3 separate regions of the Sus scrofa genome follow, and regions 2 and 3 are each linked to region 1. A link is a contact called in public Hi-C and targeted proximity ligation data. All regions are on one chromosome and are shown on one strand. The core of a region is the stretch at or near the end of the contact, and the rest is flanking DNA. Distances in the headings are between cores, read along the strand shown.

Evidence for each region. Hi-C and Micro-C count contacts between places; a contact is called where the count stands out from the background.
Region 2: a targeted proximity ligation map of skeletal muscle shows a contact between it and region 1. A contact is called at or near these places in 2 of 5 promoter capture datasets (fetal liver and fetal skeletal muscle), 13 of 47 Hi-C or Micro-C datasets (alveolar macrophages, embryonic fibroblasts, fetal skeletal muscle and 5 more) and 1 of 2 datasets of targeted methods (skeletal muscle).
Region 3: a Hi-C map of liver shows a contact between it and region 1, with 14 times the contacts expected there. A contact is called at or near these places in 2 of 5 promoter capture datasets (fetal liver and liver), 6 of 47 Hi-C or Micro-C datasets (embryonic fibroblasts, liver and skeletal muscle) and 1 of 2 datasets of targeted methods (skeletal muscle).

The regions. Positions count from the first base shown.
Region 1 is chr5:80,689,052-80,691,891 of Sscrofa11.1, forward strand. NT5DC3 (5'-nucleotidase domain-containing protein 3) reads left to right here. Exons shown (of 15, transcript XM_005664189.3): 15 at 1-2,840. Among named protein-coding and RNA genes, the nearest start is that of NT5DC3, 65 kb to the left of the region's middle.
Region 2 is chr5:80,624,034-80,627,144 of Sscrofa11.1, forward strand. NT5DC3 (5'-nucleotidase domain-containing protein 3) reads left to right here and starts at 1,636. Exons shown (of 15, transcript XM_005664189.3): 1 at 1,636-1,885. The coding sequence starts at 1,687.
Region 3 is chr5:80,591,170-80,593,990 of Sscrofa11.1, forward strand. No RefSeq gene overlaps it. Among named protein-coding and RNA genes, the nearest start is that of NT5DC3, 33 kb to the right of the region's middle.

The DNA of each region.
Region 1 (2,840 bases), core at 285-2,784:
TGATTGTCCTCAGTATCTGTTTCCTGTGTCCTGCTCCATGTGGGGGAAGGACAGACGGTGCCCCCAGTGATGGGCAGGTTCACTCTTTGCTCCAGAAAAGGAGGGTGAGGAGAGAAGAGCTTCTGGTTGAATTTCCACCCAGAAGAACAGACTCTGTAGAATGAGTCAGTGAGACACGCACAGGTCAGAAGAGCCAGTGCAGGGGTTTATTACACCTGGAAACGCCACCGGAATGTCTCCGTGTGCTCATCAGAGGACAGAAGATGAAACAAACAAAAAAATGGCCTTGTAATGAAGTCCACACCATGAGCCCCACTGGGTGTGCTGCCGTCTTGTTAAAATGTGTATTCCTAGAGGCTGTCCTTGCTGGAGGCCGAGCAGATGCCTGTCTCTGTCCTGACCTGACAGCCCAGGAGAGGGGCTTGAATCCAACAGGAGGGGAAGGAGGCAGCCTTCAGCCCTGAGCCATCTCCCACCCTTCCCTCCCCTTGGGTTTCTTTCCTGTCATGCTTCTGTGGCGCTTTGGGGAGTCGGGGTGGTTTTCTTTAGGTGTTCTATTTAAGGTGGGATAAAGGGCATTGAAACTAAGAGAGACAGTTGGAAATGACCTAGTTAACTGAGTGTTCTTATTTCTTTCTGAGGACAAGGCAAGTCCTTAAACCTAAACATGCACCCTTAAACCCAAAGGATGCAACATGGGAGGAAGGGGCTCGTGCTCGCTTATTCAGCGTTGTTTTTAATGTGTTCACGTGTGGAGCCAGCTGTCGATGAAATGCTAGCTTGGCTTTCCACAGGCTGCCTGCCCGAATGCAGAAACTAGGCGAGTTCTCTCGCACGCTTTGTAACATTGCTTGTTATAATGGGAGTGTGCTTGTGATATTTTGATGTATTTAACTAGAAGAGTGAGAGTGACTGTGTAGACCCAATAGACCCAATTAGCTCCCCTTTTTTCCTCCTAAATTTTATTATGAACACAGTAGTCTGTTTCTTTTTTGAAACACGCTAGGCATTTTATTTGCTCTTTATTGGCGTCTAGGGGTTTTAAGCAGCTGAGTGTGTTGGAGACTGGCATTTAAGGGGTGCAGGTGGATGCCCAAAACTGCTCAGTGTTGGGGTCCTCAGAGGAGAGGGTACGCTGGAGCTTTGGGCTGATCGTCTCTGCTTTGGAGAAGCCGAGTGAGGACATGGGTATTATTTTTAAACTTTTGTCTTAGTTTTTATCTCAGATATTCATCGGCCATCTCCCGGATGCCCCAACAGGGTGTTTTGTTTACTTACGAATCAGGTATGACTGTTTTTAAAACCTGCTTTCCTGTATGTCCAGGTTTGGTGGCCCAGGCCTGGGGGGAGACGTATATTTTCTGGGTCTGAACAAGGGATCTTGTGATTCATTAGTTTCGGCCTGTGGGCCCACACGTGGCGGTTTTGAGATCTGCGTGTGTGCCTGGGGATGCAAACCCACGCTGGGTGGCCTGAGGGGTCAGGACAGCCGTCTCCACAGGAAGGACAGAGGCACTCTCCTTAATGTGTCGCTGGCATGACTCCCGCTGGGGATCAGCCCGCTGCACTGCATTCTGGCCTCGCCGGTGTGCTCCCTGGCGTGCACTCGGATGAGTGCCATCTGGCACAAAGGAAGGGAGTCTCTGTGCTACCACTGAAAACATCAGTTTGGAAAGTGAACAGACACTGAGAAATATTTTCCATTCTAGTATCAGTTAGACTGATTTTCTCAGAGTGATGTGAGCAAATATTGATAGTCCAGGGGCAGTCCACACCCCAGGGTTCCCAGTACCGGGAAGGACCTGCACATCTGGTTTTCCAGAGTTGTTTCTGTAGATGAAACCTGGCTTTTAAAATATTTTGGCTTAGAGCTCCTACTTTCCTGCTAACATACTTTTTTTTTTTTCTTTTAAAAATTCTCTTCCGCTCCATTAATGCCATCTAACATAAACCACCTGTTACTGATTTGGGCCCATCTCAGACAAAATTACTGGTTGCTTGGAATGCACTGGTCTTAATTAGTGCAAAGGAGAAATGAAAAGGAATCATTCCCCCAGCTAATTGGGTGAACTGCATAGCTTTCCCTCTCTTTTCCTCCCAAAGGCCTTTGAAGCAGCGGAAAGCTTGCTGAGTGTTGGGGCTGGATTCCACTCTGCCAAATGTTTATCTGCTGCCAAGCACCCACTTGGGGGCCCTTGTCTAGAATGTGCTCTCAGACTAAATTCGGCCAGCGGCAGGCTTCCTTGATTGCTTTGTTCAGCTACTAGGGAGCCTGTCATTTGCCCTCTTGGGGTGATTTCCTTTTGTACCAATTTCCTTTTCTTCTGTGATAGCACATGGGAGCTTGGCTCCAAGCTCAGCTAACCTTAATACCCTAACGGGTTGGAGAGAAGAAGGGGAATGCAGTTACCCCGGTGTGAGGTTCAGCAGACTTTTCCAGTAGAGGGCCAGACTCTAAAGACTTTCAGCTCTGCAGGCCGTTTCCTGCGGCCCCTCCTCTAGCACTGGGCACGCCTGTGTTCCCAGACAGCCTGAGGAAAACGGGCTGCAGGTTGGATTTGGCGCTCAGGCCATGGATTGACTTGGTGGCAGTGGCAGGCTGACCTTGCTGAAGGCATGCAAAAGAACCAGCTCACGGACAGGTGCAGCTCGTAGGAAGGAGGTCTGTAGGTAGGTGCGCCACGTTCCCCTCCAGGCCGCCCTCTGCGTGTTTTACTCACGGGGCCAGTGGTAAAATACCTTGTTTCCAGCACGTGGCATGCTTGTTTTTGTGTAATTGAGCTGCCAGGCGTGGCGCTCCGTGAGTATACCTCTCGTTGCCCTGGATCGTGATTGTGCTG
Region 2 (3,111 bases), core at 386-2,885, 65 kb before region 1:
TATGAATTTATGAATTAATGTTTCATGTAAACAAAATTTAGTTCCTGTCACAACTTTTTAAAGTAACATGAGGAAGAAAAGATATCAACTGGAATAAACTAAAACCATAAAGTAGGTTTAAAGTACTAGAGTTCACGGATTTGATATCTTATCTGTTTTAAACACTTTAATGGGCTCTCATTTTTATCAGTGATTTGTAAGATATTACCTATTAACTGTTAAGGATTATTTATTGGCTTCCTCCTTCCTTATCACCCAACTAAATTGTACCTACTACATTAAATCCAGGTGAAGAATGGACTCAGCTAGGTGACTTTTTTTTTTTTTTTTGTCTTTTTGCCTTTTCTAAGGCCTCTCCAGAGGCATGTGGAAATTCCCAGGCTAGGGGTCTAATCGGAGCCGTGGCCTATGCCTGAGCCACAGCAACGCTGGATCCTTAACCCACTGAGCAAGGCCAGGATCAAACCTGCAACCTCATGGTTCCTAGTCAGATTCGTTAACCACTGAGCAACAACAGGAACTCCTTAGATAAGTGACTTTAAGAATGCTATTCACCTGTCTTAGCCTCAATTTCATCACTTTAAAAATGGAGTATTAGGTTGCATACTTGTTAGGATTACTGAGAGGACTGCATGAGAAAACTCACATTGCAAACACAGAGTAGTTTACTGTCCATCAAAGGTCTAACCCTGAGGCCATCTTTTTCCAGGAAGACATCTCCCAACCCCCTCCAGCCCACAACTTGATGCTTTGGGTTATTTGTCTCCCAGGCAGAGAGTTAGCCCTGATGGTTACTCATTACATTTCACCAGCTCCCCGCACAGTTGCCGGGTAGCCTGGCAAAGCCCTCGAAGTTCAGAGATTATCAGTCGGGTTCTGGGTGGGCTGTATCAGATTTTGCTGCAGAAGCTAGTTTGACCAGTCCATATACAGCAATGTCGCTTGTTGGCGTTTACTGCTTATTTGGCTTTGGTGGAACCACAGTGCACAGAGTGGGTGCAGCCTCCCAGGTCTGAGAGAGACAGGTGCACCACGCTGGTGAGCAGGGGAGTGGTGTCCCAGGGGCCTTCCTCCGGAGTCAGAAATCTCCGAAGGGACAGTGGCCTTCCAGGCTGTGCAGCGGGGGTGCCCTTCAGGCACATCAGCCCACGTGCGGGCCCTCTGCCCAGCTGCCCACTCAGGATTCAAGCTAGCCGTTGGGGCACGTCCCAGACCCGCACCCGCGATCCAGGGGAGGTCCAGACTGCTGAAGCCATTAATGTGGAGAGGGCACCTCCTGGGGCTGGGGCCAGAGGCACATGGTCAGTACAGCCTGGGTTGGGAGACGGTCACAGGTCGCAGGAGGAAGTGCTGCGAGGCTCGGCGGGCGGCGCCGAGGTCATCTCGCGGTTCAGGGCCAGCAGAGTCGTTCCATTCCATGTGACCTAGGCTGACGGGGCGATCGCGCCAAATGGTGAAGAAGCGACTGCAGCAGCAGGCTCGGGCGCAGGGCCCAGCGGTTCCCACAGCCCGGGACTTTTCTGCCCCGCCCACCCCCCGCCCCGTCAAGACCCCGCCCCCCGCGGCGGCCCGAGGGGCGGGCCGCGCCGCCACGTGCTCGGACGTAGGGACTCGCCCGCCCACTGGGCAGAGCGCGCGGCAGAGCACCGGCGCTGGGGCGCCACTCGCAGCCGGGCGGCGGCAGGCATGGCCTCGGCAGCGGCGGCGGTGGCCCGTGGAGCGGGTGCAAGGGCGGCTGCTGCCCTGCGGGGCGGCTGCGGGACCGCGGCCCGGCGGCGGTCGCGAGCGAGCCTCGCTCGGCCCTTATGCACAGCACCTGGGACCGCCCCGGACATGAAGCTCTACCTGTGGGAGCGCTACCGGGAGGCAAAGAGAAGCACGGAAGGTGAGTGAGGCGGCGCCCTCCACCCTGAGCCCCCAGTACTTGGGGGGCCCCCTCCTCGCTGTGCTGGGGCGCCAGGTCCGGCCCCATGCGGTCAGCGGGGAAGCCTGCACCCCCAGACCCGCGGCGGTCCGCTGCTGACCTTTAGAGCTCCCCCACCCCCTCTGCATCGTGACCCTCGGTCGTTCCCAACCCCAACCGCGGGCGACATCGCCTCTGCAGTGCAATTCCGGGTAACGCGGAAAAATGCTCCTCCAGAAACTTTACAACTCTTGCCTTTCTCCTGTTGGAAAAGCCGCTTTATCAATTTTGGGGTTTTTAGCTAGAAATCTGCATCGGAAGCGCTTTCGGGGTGTCCAGGGGGTGCCACAGACATACTTGAAAGACAGTCACCCCCACGCCCCGTTAGGTATTGGTATTACTAAACAATAATGATAGTAACAGCCGGAGTCCGGCAGGCGGCGGATTTACCCTGGCTTTTGGATGCTGGGCAGGTGGCAGTACTCGGAAGCTGATTTGTTTTCCTTCTTTGTTTCAGGGGATAGGGTAGGATTTGCTGTGCTTGAAATAGGAGGAGGCCAGGTTGGAGTGTTCTGAGTTATCTGCTAACCTCAGCGACAAGGGGGTTCCAGGGAATGACCACTTTGTAGCCAGATGAACGTAAAATCAGCTTGGTGTGGTTGTTGGTAAGGCAAGGGGGAGGGATGGAAAGAGGACCCAGTAAAGACTAGTGTCAGACACATAAATTGCTCCCTTAATTCTTCCTTGTATTTATGAACGAGGTGCCACATCTCCATCCATAGATGAGAGAGGTCAGACTCAAATTTAAGGATCCTGGCCAAGGTCACACCTTGACCCCTGGTCTGTCTCAGCCCCCAACCCATTGTCCTCTTTGCTGCACTGCCTTGCAGTAGCAGCTGACCATTTGGGAACTGGTGTAAAGGGCCAGTGACAATCCGTTGGTGCTGCTTCTTTCAGGGAAGATTCAGAAAAGCAATCTTTATACTGAATTTTTTGGGGAAGGGGCAGAGGAGGTGGCATAGAGAGAGAGGGAGAGAATATTTTGTGAAATCACATTTTCCATCTTTTGGCTGGAAGTCATGTTTTTTGTTCTTTTGCATTGTTTTTTGTTTTGCCATGTCCTCGGCCTGTGAAAGTTCCCTGGCCAGGGATTAGACATGCGCTGCTACAGTTGCAGCATTGGATCCTTAACCTCCTGAACCACAAGA
Region 3 (2,821 bases), core at 87-2,586, 98 kb before region 1:
TGCAAAAACATTTTCCAAAATTTATTTTTTGCTTGCAGTGTCTCCAATAAATGTTTCACTCTAACCATCATCTTATCAGTGTTTAGAATTCCCTGGGAAATGTTGGAAGGCATGCGATCTTTGGCCAGTTCACTGTGAAATGAGCCTTTCTTGGGCAGGGGTCTGGGGGCTGTGCCTGGTCTCACACTGCATCTCTTTCATTTCGTATAGAGTCCATCCATGACAGAAATGTTTCTCAAAGTACAGAATGCTATCGGGGACTCTATCTTGAAATGGGGATGACTCAGAAGGGTTCCAGTATTTCCAAAAAGCATGGTCCAACCTGATAGAATTTTCACCTAGCACCTTAAAAGACAACCAGGACCTAGTGAAGCAAAAGGGTGGTGAGCACGGGCAGAGGACTTAACCTCTCGTGTTTCAGTGTCAAACTCCTGGGCTGTTCCTACCATGAAGGAAGGGAAACGGCTGTGTGTGTGTTTAGTTTCATTTGATTTTTTGTTGGACTGGTGGCTGTGTGTCAGTTGACCACGAGCATTCCTCCTGCGACAGGCCATCCTTTTAGAAGGTCGAAGGCTGTTATGATACGCTTCAGAAGAGGAGGCTTCGAGCAGTAAGGGGGCTGTTGAGAGCTTGACTGGGAAGCCAGCCTTTCTGGGTTCAAATCCCACCTTTCCACTTCCTTTTAGATACAAGACTTAGCCTTTCTGGGTTACAGTTTTCATATTTGTAAGAAAAGAATAAAAATAGCATCTACATTGCACATTATTGTAAGTCTAAAAGCGTTCATGGGAGACCCGCAAGCATTATTGTTCAGTATCTGACGCCCGAGGCTCCAATGGTACCACTCATTGGACAGAGACTAAGAAGGTCCAGTGAATGCAGCTACTAACCATTTTTGACCCTCTGATTTACAGTCTGACGAAACCGAGGACTTCTGTCATATTTAAATGGCTCTGTCAATTAACTTATGTTGCATAACAAATCATCTTCAAACTAATGGATTAAAACCAATAGCTGCTTACCATTGCCCACAGGTCCATGGGCCCCCTAGGGGATCCCCTTGGTCCGGGGTGGGCTTAGCAAGATCTGGGCTGGGCTCATGCAAACATCTGCCATCAGTTGGCAGGATCAGTGGGGCTGGCTTGTCTAAGAGGACCAGATGTCTGATGGCTGTCTGACGGGGTGACAGGGTGGCCGGGCCATGTTCCTCATCCTTTGGGAAGATGGCCCAGGCTGCAGAACTCTGAGCGGAGATCGGCCTGGGCTCAGAACTGCATGGCACCCCCTTCCACTGCATTCGATTAGTCACAGCAAATCACCAGGCTGCATTCAAGGGTGGAGAAAGAGACTCTGACCTCTGGATGGGAGGAGGTGCAGAGCGGCACTGCGAAGGGGAGCTGGGCACAGGTTGGTGTGGGGAATCCCAGCTGTTGTTACAGTCCACCGCCATGGCTATGGGATCAAAGGTCACCTCAGGCAAGCTGCTTGCCTGCTCTACATTTCAGCTGTGAATCCACTTGCGTAGTAATAGTTATCATTTGCTGCATGCTTGCTATGTACAAGGGACTCTCTGCTCACCATCTCTTTTACCTTCAGTGATAAATCCTGTGGTAGGTACTGCTACCCTCACTTTACAGATGAGGAAACCGTAGGTCGGAGCTGAAAGAAACTGTGTCAGCTCCCACAGCCAGCGTATCTGGAGCTGAGCATTCAAGCTAGGCCTCTCCAGCCTACAGCCTATCCGCATAAGTCCTTGTTGTGCAGAATCTCTTCTAGCATCAGTGTTTGTGAGCTCTAATCCTCTGTCTGTGGAGGCTGGCTTCTAAGTCATCATCCTTGCACAGGCAGGGCTGGTCATGGACATGCTGGGGCCTTGATGAGCAAAGGAAACCAGTGTGGGAACCAGGGACACTTCTGTGGATTTTGGGACTGGCCCCCTAAGCTGGCTGGGGTGTCCAAAGCGCAGAGTTCCAGGGAGTTTGGCAGATCTTGGCCTGTACGGACGAGTGTACCAAGGAGGCCAAACCAGCGGGTAGGCTGGGGTCCCAGTGGACAGGGATGCTTAGAGTTGGATCGGCGGCATTAGCAGTAGCCTTGATGGGAGCACACTGCACTTCTGCTCTCCGGGGTCAGGGGATTCAGGGTCTAGGCAAGCAGATATGGGTGGTGGGGGAGGATTCTAGGCTGACCAGGGCTCACATATTCAAAAACTGTTTACCTGGGGCAGAGTCCAGCAGGGTGAGCAGGACAGAGTCACCCATGCTGCTCTCTAAAGGAGCTGACTCACAACACACGAGGGAGCTGACAAATGCAGTGAGACTAAAGGCCGTGAGAGACGCACACAGGCGAGGGAGGCAGAGCTCAAGCCGGGGGAGGGACCACTTGTGAAAGGGTGGTCTAGGGGCCTCTTCGGGAGGGGGCATTTAAGCTGAGACTTGAGAGGCTGCAGGAGCCCCCTGTGGGTGGGGGTGGGCGGGAGGCGGTGAGGGGCCGTCCTGACAAATGGAGCTTCATGTGCAGCGCCCTGAGGTGGGAGAGGGCGCCGGCTTGTCCTCGTGATGGAAAGAAGCCTTTGGGACCTATTGTCTCACAAGGGAACATAATTCAATGTCCTGTAATAACCTAGAGTGGAAGAGAATCTGGAAAAGAAAAAGTATGTATAAAACCGAATCACTTTGCTGTACGCCTGAAACTAACACAACATTGTAAATCAACTCTACTTCAACAAAAAAATTGCTTTACAATTTTTATTTCTATTTTTTTTAGGGCTGCACCCACAGCACATGGAGGTTCCCAGGCTAGGGGTCGAATTGGAGCTGCA